2 separate regions of the Mus musculus genome follow, and region 1 is linked to region 2. Evidence: chromatin contacts called from public Hi-C data. All regions are on one chromosome and are shown on one strand. The core of a region is the stretch at or near the end of the contact, and the rest is flanking DNA. Distances in the headings are between cores, read along the strand shown.

The links. A called contact is a pair of places that touch in the nucleus more often than the background predicts.
Region 1: a Hi-C map of uterus shows a contact between it and region 2, with 2.9 times the contacts expected there. The contact joins two enhancer-like sites. A contact is called at or near these places in 5 of 484 Hi-C or Micro-C datasets (adipose-derived mesenchymal stem cells, embryonic fibroblasts, nephron progenitors and 1 more).

The regions. Positions count from the first base shown.
Region 1 is chr11:56,869,487-56,874,238 of GRCm38.p6, reverse strand. No RefSeq gene overlaps it. Among named protein-coding and RNA genes, the nearest start is that of Gria1, 140 kb to the left of the region's middle. Within about 2 kb of position 2,743, at least 7 of the 459 cell types and tissues checked have an H3K27ac peak or open chromatin away from gene starts, as enhancers often do. A contact at or near this core is called in uterus, where this site is marked.
Region 2 is chr11:56,371,480-56,376,476 of GRCm38.p6, reverse strand. No RefSeq gene overlaps it. Among named protein-coding and RNA genes, the nearest start is that of Gm32500, 52 kb to the left of the region's middle. Within about 2 kb of position 2,351, at least 30 of the 459 cell types and tissues checked have an H3K27ac peak or open chromatin away from gene starts, as enhancers often do. A contact at or near this core is called in uterus, where this site is marked.

The DNA of each region.
Region 1 (4,752 bases), core at 1,494-3,993, 500 kb before region 2:
TTTAATGATTTATTTTTAACTATGAGAACGTATGTGGGTGTGCACAAACATTTGAGCACAGGTACCAAAGGTGTTGACGTCCAATGGAGCTGGAGTTACAGGCAGTTGTGAACTACCTGATGTAAGTGCTAGGAACCAAACTTGTATCTTCTGCAAGAACAGTAATTGCTTAATTGCCAACCCATCTCTCCATACCAAAAAAAAAAAAAAAAAAAGCACTTCTCTAGATTGAACATATTTCTATCAATATCTAATTTCAATATTAGCCCAAGTATATAGAGAAAGGAGTAAGGTATACTTCCCTTCAGTGAAAAAAATTATAATGCAGTTAAAGTAACTTGTATTCACCTGATGCAATTGTCATCTCTGAGGCTTACTGCCTCCATCTGCTAACCTAGGCCAAATCCTGGAAGCTTCTAACCTTCCTACAATCTAAGCTAGGCCTAGAATATTTTCAGCCTCTGAGACTTACTCTAAATAAGATCATCCTTTCTAGCTCTTTCTCAGCTCTGGCTGGTGGATTTAACTTGGCTGTTCTGATTCAAACTCCTCTACAAGCTGACTGATACAATCTGGCTTCTCTCTTGGCCTCTAACCGATTGTTCTGCTTGGCCTCAAACTAACTTTAACAATCTGTTTTGATCTTCTGGCTCCTACTCATTCTCTGGCTCATTCTGTCATTACCTGTGTCTACTTTGTTCTCTTTTCAACCTGTCTCTGTAAAACTCTCCTGGTAAAATGGCCACCTCCTCTCTGCATTGCTCAAATTTAAGTAGACTCTTTTCTCTGTGAGAGTTTGGCATATCCTATTTTGTCAAATCTTTCTCTGATTCATCACTTTGTCTGCCTCTCAATTAGAAATCACTTTCAGACATTGGTGCTTCCTTCTACAAACTAACTTTACTTCATTGCTGGGGACTAAAGGCATATGCTAAAGTTGTGCCTGTATTCTAGTCAGAGGGATTAATGATATGTGCTAAGGGTTGATAGGGCTGAGACACACCACAACTAGAAACAGTTTTTTTTTCCAGTAGATAACAGTCTCAGGTTTCAAAGTGTGTTCAAATATTCTGCAACATGGTGCACTCCCAAATCCAGAGGAATCAACGTAAATGATATTTAGAAGAATTATTTTTCCAAGTAATTGTCAACACTACTAGGTTGACCAACACTTGTTCTCATGAGAAAAGAGAATGATCAATGGTACTGATCTATCTCATCTGAAACTGACCTTTTGTCCTCGCTGCAGTGAACTTTGAATATAAGCTACTGTATTGAAATATTGCTGAGACACCCCAATGTTGGCATTCCTTATTTTAACTCCGGTCTGGAGTGTCAATCTTCCTTTGGCCTGAATTATATTAGTTACATTTCTCATTACACTGACCAAATATCTGATAAAAACAATCTCAGTGAAGGAACAGTTCATTTTGGCTTATACCTGAGGCCATATGTTCCATCATGACTGGGAAGGCATTGGGGCAGGAGCATCTGGTGGCTGATCATCAGGTATCTGTAGTCACAAAGCAGACAGTGAACAGGAAGTGAGGTCAGGCTATAAGGTCTCAAGCTCCACCTCCAGTGGATCCACTTCCTACAGCAAGGCGCTGCCTTCTAAATGTGACACTGCCTTCCCAAACAGTGCTACAGGCTGTGGGGCAACTGTTCAACTCATGAACCTGTTGAGGGTTTTGTATCCAAACCACCACAGCCCCTGTCTTGCTACATTCATTTCCTGTGAATTATGGGCATTCCTAAACATATCTAACCTGCAAAATGACCCACATAACTCATAAAATGAAAAATTGCTATATCTGATACCCACAGAAACTGACTCATAGGACCTTAGTGGGTCATTTGTGAGGGGGGAAGGGGTATATCTGAAGAGACCAGGTAATTCTGATAACTGATTGTTCATAAATGACTGAGTTTGATGAGGTTTTAAAAGCCTCTTTGTGGCTTCAATGCCATAGATTTCTACCATATGTTCTGTTCCTGTTTTTCTTGTAAATACCCCTGAGATTACAGCCTATTAAATCAATAACAGCCTCATGTGAACACATTTAATAGCTTGTTTTTCTTTCGACTGAAGGACGCTTCACACAGGATGTGGAGGAAGAGTCAGATGGATCTGGATGAGACTTGAGGAGGAGTCCTCTTCTAAGAGATGCCACAGAGTCCAGGGGACCAGGAGTGACCCTTGGTTTAACTAAAAACAACAGGAAGTTGCCTTTAATCAATTTGAAAATAAATGGAAGTGTGTACCGGAGCAGCCTCTCTTTGAAGAGATGTCAGAAACACTTTCAATCTTTTATCTTCTTGAAAACAGCAGGAGGAGCGCCACTGGAGTCAGCCCTGTAATTTCTGCTCAGTAATTATACCTGTCACCATTTCCGACAGAGGGGATATAAATAACCAGTTACCTTCCTCTTTCTGCTTCTCTTCTGCATTATTCTTTCTCCAGCCACAGACTCTGGTGGCTGACACTAATGTCCATGCAGAACACTGAGTGTCCACAGCCAGTGTGCTCTTAGACAGGAGGCTAGAGTCTTCAAAAGCAGCATGCATTTAACTGGGGGATGCTCTATTTTCACAGAATTCTGGATTTCTAAGATTTATGCTAAGTGACAGGCACCAAGAGGAGGGGTCTGGTTTCTATTTCTATTCCACTACCAGTAGGATGTGCATGCGTGTGAATATTTTCTGCACTGTGTGTGCTATTACACCCACGTATCGGTCACTTTAATGTTCTAGTGACTCATTAGGAAGAAGATGGAAGCTTCTGGGAGGGAGATTAACCATTTCAGATCCTCTCCTCAGGACCAGAGACAGCAGAATTGTGCTCCAGGGTAATTCCTTGTTGGAATTCTATTAATATTTTTCCTTAGTCTCATAGTCTTTTGACTCTGCTGTGACTTGGAACATAAATATTTCTTCAAAGCTTATCCTTTTTGGCCACCCCGTGCTATTGCTTAAAGGTTCTGGACCTTTTAAGAAGTGAGGACTAGTGGGGGAAGTTAGGGCACTGATATTGTTGACAGGAATAAGTAAGACCTTATCCACCTCTTTCCTTTCCTTTCCTTTCCTTTCCTTTCCTTTCCTTTCCTTTCCTTTCCTTTCCTTTCCTTTCCTTTCCTTTCCTTTCCTTTCCTTTCCTTTCCTCTCCTCTCCTCTCCTCTCCTCTCCTCTCCTCTCCTCTCCTCTCCTCTCCTCTCCTCTCCTCTCCTCTCCTCTCCTCTCCTCTCCTCTCCTCTCCTCTCCTCTCCTCTCCCTCCCTCTCTCTCCTTTCTGTCTTTCTGTCTTTCTTTCTTTCTTTCTTTCTTTCTTTCTTTCTTTCTTTCTTTCTTTCTTTCTTTCTTTCTTTCTTTTTCTCATTCCTTCCTTCCCTCCTTTCTTCCTCCCTCCTCCTCCTCCTGCTCCTCCTCCTTTCAGACCACAATAAGGTAAGCCACATTTCTGCCATCATTTCCTACCACATCACAAGACCAAAACAACTGGCCAATGAACAAAATCTCCAAAACCATGAGCCCCAAATGAACTTTTCCTCCTTCGATTTATTTTCTTGGGTATTTAACCAGTCATAAAAAAATCTTGCTAACACAGGCTTCTTTTACAGAAGAATAAATTACAAAATAAAATAAATGACATCAATTATTTTGGCTTCTACTACAAGAAAGGTACTATAAGACACAGAAGATGGGATTTGGAGCCAGATGTGAAAACTCAGATTCTGGCTCTTCTATTTACTGTGCTGACCTTGGCTGAGAGAATAGAAGAACACTCTTTGTCTTAGTCTCCATGCCTGTTCAGTGGGGTATGATAGCTAGCGCCTGTCTTAGAGATTTATGGGACCACATGTGTATAGACCTTATATTAGCTGTCAAGATTATTTCTAAACTCCAGTGCCCTCAAAATTTCATGAATATGTGAATATCTGGGTCCTACCCACTTTTATTTCTGCTTTCTAAGGTTCACAGTCTTTCAGATAGCTTGCATTTCTTCCTTTTTTTTCAACATAATAATTTTGTTGATTACTTGGGATTTCACATAATGTATCCTTATCACACTCACCTCCTCGTTCTCCCAGGTCTGCTCCTCCACTCTTGTGACCTCCCTTCACCAAAAGAACACACACACACACACACACACACACACACACACACACACACACACATACAATTTGTGTTGCCCATATACTCAGTGAAGCATGGACAAACTCCCAGCCATTCAGCCCTTAAAGAAAAATGAGTCCTTCTCTGCCTGCTCCCTTGCTGTTAGCCATCAGTTGTGGAAAGCTACATTTCAGCATCCTTATCACAATTTTTAAGAGTTCTCTTTGATGGCTTCCTGTCTAGGCAGTTACTTATTTTTCAGTGGGAGAGGTGGGGTAGGGATAGGGGTTGTCACAGAAACCTTCTCTCTCTGTTTGTCAACTATGAGTCTGCAGGCATTGGTATCACTGCAAAGTAGCCTCTTTGCCCTTATGGTCAGCAAGAACATGGATTCTGGACTTTCATATAGTTTCTGGTGACCATGGACCACAGACATCTGGAAAGTTTGCATTTCTTTTATTATTATTATTATTATTATTATTATTATTATTATTATTATTATTATTTTATCAGGTATTTTCTTCATTTACGTTTCCAATACTATCCCAAAAGTCCCCCATTTCTATATAGTGTTCATATATCTCTGCTACTGGTGCTGGGAAGAGACTACACTCCACAAAGCACTGTTTAATAACTGGTG
Region 2 (4,997 bases), core at 1,102-3,601:
TTCTTCTGCAATGTCCTCAAATAGGCCATGCTTTCTTATTTCTTAGCCCACCCCATGTTCTCTTTCTGGAATATTCTCAGCCTATCTACTCCATTAATCCGGATATAGCTTTAAAGTCATGATTCAAGCTTAAGTTCTCATAAACATCTCTTGATGTTCTAGAGAAGTGATTCACAAACTATATGTCATGACCCCTTTTGGGGGTCAAATGACCCTTTCACAGGATTGCCTAAACCATTGGAAAATACACACACTTACATTACAGTTCATAACTGTAGCAAAATTACAGTTATGAAATAACATCAAAAAGAATTTTATGGTTGGGGGGTCACCAAAACATGGGGAACTACATTAAAGGGCCGCGGCTTTAGGAAGGTTGAGAACCATTGCCTCAGAGACTCTACTGAACACTCTTATAGCAGTCTGTGCCTTTCAATAGTGAAAAGACATGAATTAATCCCTGTGTGGAAAGTAAAATGTTCACAAACCTTCCTGCATATAGAAATGAATTAGTAATGTTATTTTCTTTATATTTTTGCTTGACAAACTGCTACTCAGTTTCTTGGATATAGGTTAGAGCTCACTTAATTAAACTATAATTTCCTGTGCCCTGTGTTCTACATGGAGAGGAGGAGTGTGCTACAAAATTCATGCTTACTGACTGACATCTTTACATGGAGACTTGTCACAGCCTGTCATCCCTAACATCACACTCTTATTCCCAACTCTGTCTCATCTGTAAGAATGAAGTTCTAGCCAGATAGAAGGTACTGTGTTCTAAGTATATCTAGGGCTATAATGCAGAGCCAGAGTCCAACATCATCCAAACACTCAAGTGATAGAAGCAGAAGGATTGCTGTGAGTTTGAGTTTGGAGTTTGTGGCCACCCCAAGCTATAGTGTAAAATTATGTCTCTAAAACAAAAATAAATCAACAGCAACAAAGGGAAATAGGGACAGAATATCTGATGTGAAGAAATATCCATAAACATTCTACAGCAGGGTTTTCGTGTAACCTTGGTCTCCTGAATCAGAGCCTTGCATTCTCTGAGGACGGAATGAAGTCCAATGCTAGCCATGATATGTAAAGCATGCCAAGAGAATGTACCTAACCCTCTCCAAGAATTTATGAGCGGTTGTACATCTGTCCCCAGATGATGTGAGCTCAGAAGTTTATAGGGAATGGAATTTGTACAGAAGCGGAAACCAAATAAAGAAGAAATAAACAAATTACCCCACCCAGACCTGGGTTTGGTGACATTGGTGTGTCCTTAACACAGTTACCCTCAAAACCAAGATCCTCTAGGACTAATCAGCCACACAAGACCATGAAATTCCTCTTTAAATATAAGCTACTTAGAATGCAGAGTTCCTGTCATTTGTGATCAAAATAATCCTAAGAGGTGTATGATTTCCCAAAGCAGATGAAATTTAAGTAGATTTTAAAGACAGGTCTGTGGAAAGAGAAGCCAACTAGGCATGGAGAATAACCGATCCAACACATACTGGTTGGACCAGCATTGTTCATTTGTAGAGCTGCAGAGGGATGCTTGTTGTAGGCTGGTAAAGAGAAGACTGTTCAGCAGCATCAGCCTTCTGTTTTCTGAAAGCTAGTATCCCATATTCATGTCTGCTGACTTCACTATGACCACTTCACTGGAGCAAGAGTTAAAGTATGCCCCAGTGAATTGATGGAAAAGGAACAAAGCAAACAGGAAATGCTTTCACAGACAAATGAAAAATTCTGAGAGTAGCAAAGAAACAAAGCCAAACCTGCTGACTCCCCACACTGCATTAAAAGAACGGAGGGACGAGACTGATGTTAAAGGCTGTCCACTGGCTGACTCACTAATATTAGTGTCGTAAAACACGCACATTAAAAGTCTTCTGTGGGCAGATAAAATTTCATGAGTCATTCAGTGTTTACTCTGTGAGGGGTAATGAATCCAGCATCGAGTATGATAATCTTGATGTCAGCTCCCTCATGTGGCCAGGGGTCCTGGCAAGATGCTGAGGCTTCACGGGGCCAACACACTTCATGGGTGTCATAGCTAGAGATAGTTCACCTCATTTCTCTGATGCTGTTCCTCCTTCTACAATACTACCACTTCTACTCTGTATTCATCCTCATCATACCAGCCTTCAGGTCCTCTAAGGAATGCCACTTTCTCTGTAAAGCCTTCCCTTTCTCCCCAAGAAAGTCAAGTCTTGCTAGAGATTCACCTAGAAGATTACAGCCCCATTCTTTGAATAAACCTATTTGCAGTTCTTCTATTAGTGGAATGATAGATTGGCATATAGTGATCTTCTCCTTGGATCTTAAGCTCTGCAAAGGTAGAAACTGATCTCACCTGCTTGCTCCTTTATGTAACTCTCTCATGCATGCTGTCAGAACAGCGGAGCTCAAACAGGCCCTGGGTGTTCTCTAACTCAACCAGTTAAGCTAGATTAACTCCCTTGCAAACTGCCTGTCTGTAACTCTCTGTCTCTTTTCTAATCCATCTCTTCATCTTGTTATTTTTTTCCCCTAGCATTGGAAAATTACTGGCAATGTGAACATAATTGTGGAGAAATAGAAAGAATGACGCTTCTTCTCTGAAAGGGACAGAGATGATGGATTTACGAAAGATAAGCAAGCAAAATAATTTCAAAGGATGATTCATGCTGTGCAGAAAACTAGGTTATTGGGCTGGACACATGGAAGTAATGTTTCATCAGCTTAAAGTGGTTACCATGCAAACACAAGAACCTGATTTCGGTATCCAGAGTACACACGAATAAGCCTGGTGAGGTACAGGCTTGGAATCCCTGTGCTGGGTAGCTGGGGAGGGGTAGGAATCCCCAGGGGTCTCCCACCAGAGAGCCTAGTATTGTGCTATTTCTGTAAAAGTGAAAGCTTGTGTCTCAAAAACAAGGTGAAGCATTTCAAAGCCTCCTGTTCTCTGCACATTGACCAGTTGTAGGTTTCTGTTTACTTCCATCTATTTCAACAAGAAGCTCCTCTGAAAGGGTTGAGTTATGTACTAATGTATAATACAGTGATAAGTTACTAGGAGTAATTTTAATCTTTTGTCCATTTAGCAGAATGTTTTCTCCTAGATCCCATGACTTACCTAATAGTAGGTTTTGGACTTGCTGACAATGTCATGGCTGGGTTTTATCTCATGGAACAGTCCTTAAATTAAATCAGAGAGTGTTTTGGGGTTTTTTTGTATTTTTTTTACCCCTGTACCATTTAAACTTTTATTGCATCATGCCAGGCAAATTGTTATTGCCACTAGCAGTGTTCATAGTTAGGTGAGATGAAAGTTTATTTTTCTTCTTCAGTAGTGGGCACAACATTCTAAAACCATGAACACTGGCCAGCAGGGTTGACTCTTCCAGTTGACTGCTATCTAGAGTTCTCCATATCATAGAAGTCATGTATGTGGTGTCTTCAGCAATAGCATCTTGCCCACAATTTCTGGAGTTAATTGAGAGCATTGGCAATAGTCTGTACTGTTTAGAGGATCTATGGGACCCCACTGACCAACAATTCAAAAGGATGTAGCCCTTTCCTGTACTAGTGATTTTATTGATAGAATACGGTGTCTATTTGGAGTATTGTCACTCCATTTTAGAGTAATTCCATTTAAACTCTTCTTATCCATGTGGATGTGAATATTTTAGAAAGCTTCTACAGTTGTGGGTTTCAATATGGTCTTTTCCAAGTGCCTTTGTTACATATATGCAAAGCATCTAGCTCTGTCCTATGCATGTTCTCTGATTGGCAGTTCAGACTCTATGAGCCCCTATGGGCTCAGATTAGTTAATTCTGTAGGTTTTCTTGTAGTGTCCTTGGTAGGTTTTTCTAGCTCTTCTTAATGTTTGGCTGTTGGTCTCTGCAACAGTTTCCATCACTGCTTTGCCTAGCCTCAGTAGAAAAAGATGTGCCTAGTCTTATTGCAACTTGATATGCCAAGGTTGGTCTATATCCATGGAAGCCCCACTCCCTTTTTTGAGGAGGAGAAGAGGAGTGGGTGAAGTCAAGACAAGGGGAGAGGGAGGGACTGGGAGGAGGAGGGAGGGGAAGCTGTGATTGGGATGCAAAATAAATAAGAAACTTAATAAAAAAAATCAGGAAAAAGGTGCCTCTGTTATTTATTCCTCACCATTTTCCATCTTTACATTCCCTCCCATCCTTCACCACCTTTAATCTTAACTATTCCCTTCTTCCCTCTCTTCCTTTACAACACTCTACATCCCCTTCCTATATCCCCTTCCTAGCAGATATCTCCCTCTCCCATAGCATGGTGCATTTTAGATAGAATATCTTTATTTTTTTCTTTGACAAATGTATACTTGTTTACACGTGTCTTAATTCTCCCCCTTCTCCCTTTTTCCCTAGCATCCCCAACACATTCTGTGCCCCTTTCATGCACCCACCCTTTTCATTTATAATCTACATGGTCCAGTTGGCACTAAATCTCTGGTGTGTTAACTGATGTTGTTGGCATGATCTTCTATAGAAGGTAACCACAAATTCAGTGAGTTTAGGACTGCAATAGCCACACCATGACAGAAGACAGCATGACACAGCACTCCTTTCTGTTCCATGACCCTTACTTTGTTCCCTCCCCACTTCCATGTTGTTCCCTGAGCTTTAAGGAAAGACCAATAAAGACAACTCATTTAGTGTTGATCTGCCAACAGTCACTATGCTCAGGACTTTGACCAGTTATGACTCTTTTCACTAACTGCTGACCACTGCAGAGGGAAGATTCCTTAACTACAGTTAAAAGCAGAAATAACATACGGGTATATCACAATTATATAGAAGACAGCTTGTAACATGTCTATTTAGTAAGAAGACTACAATAGTAGCTTCATGGCTAGGGTACAGTCAATTTTGCATTGAATTATGTTTTTAAGTAGTTAAATTATATCTTTTTTGTCCTTTCATTGTCTTTTGTCTTTTTTCCTCCTTGTTTCTTTATCCCACTATTTCCTTCTCTTTCT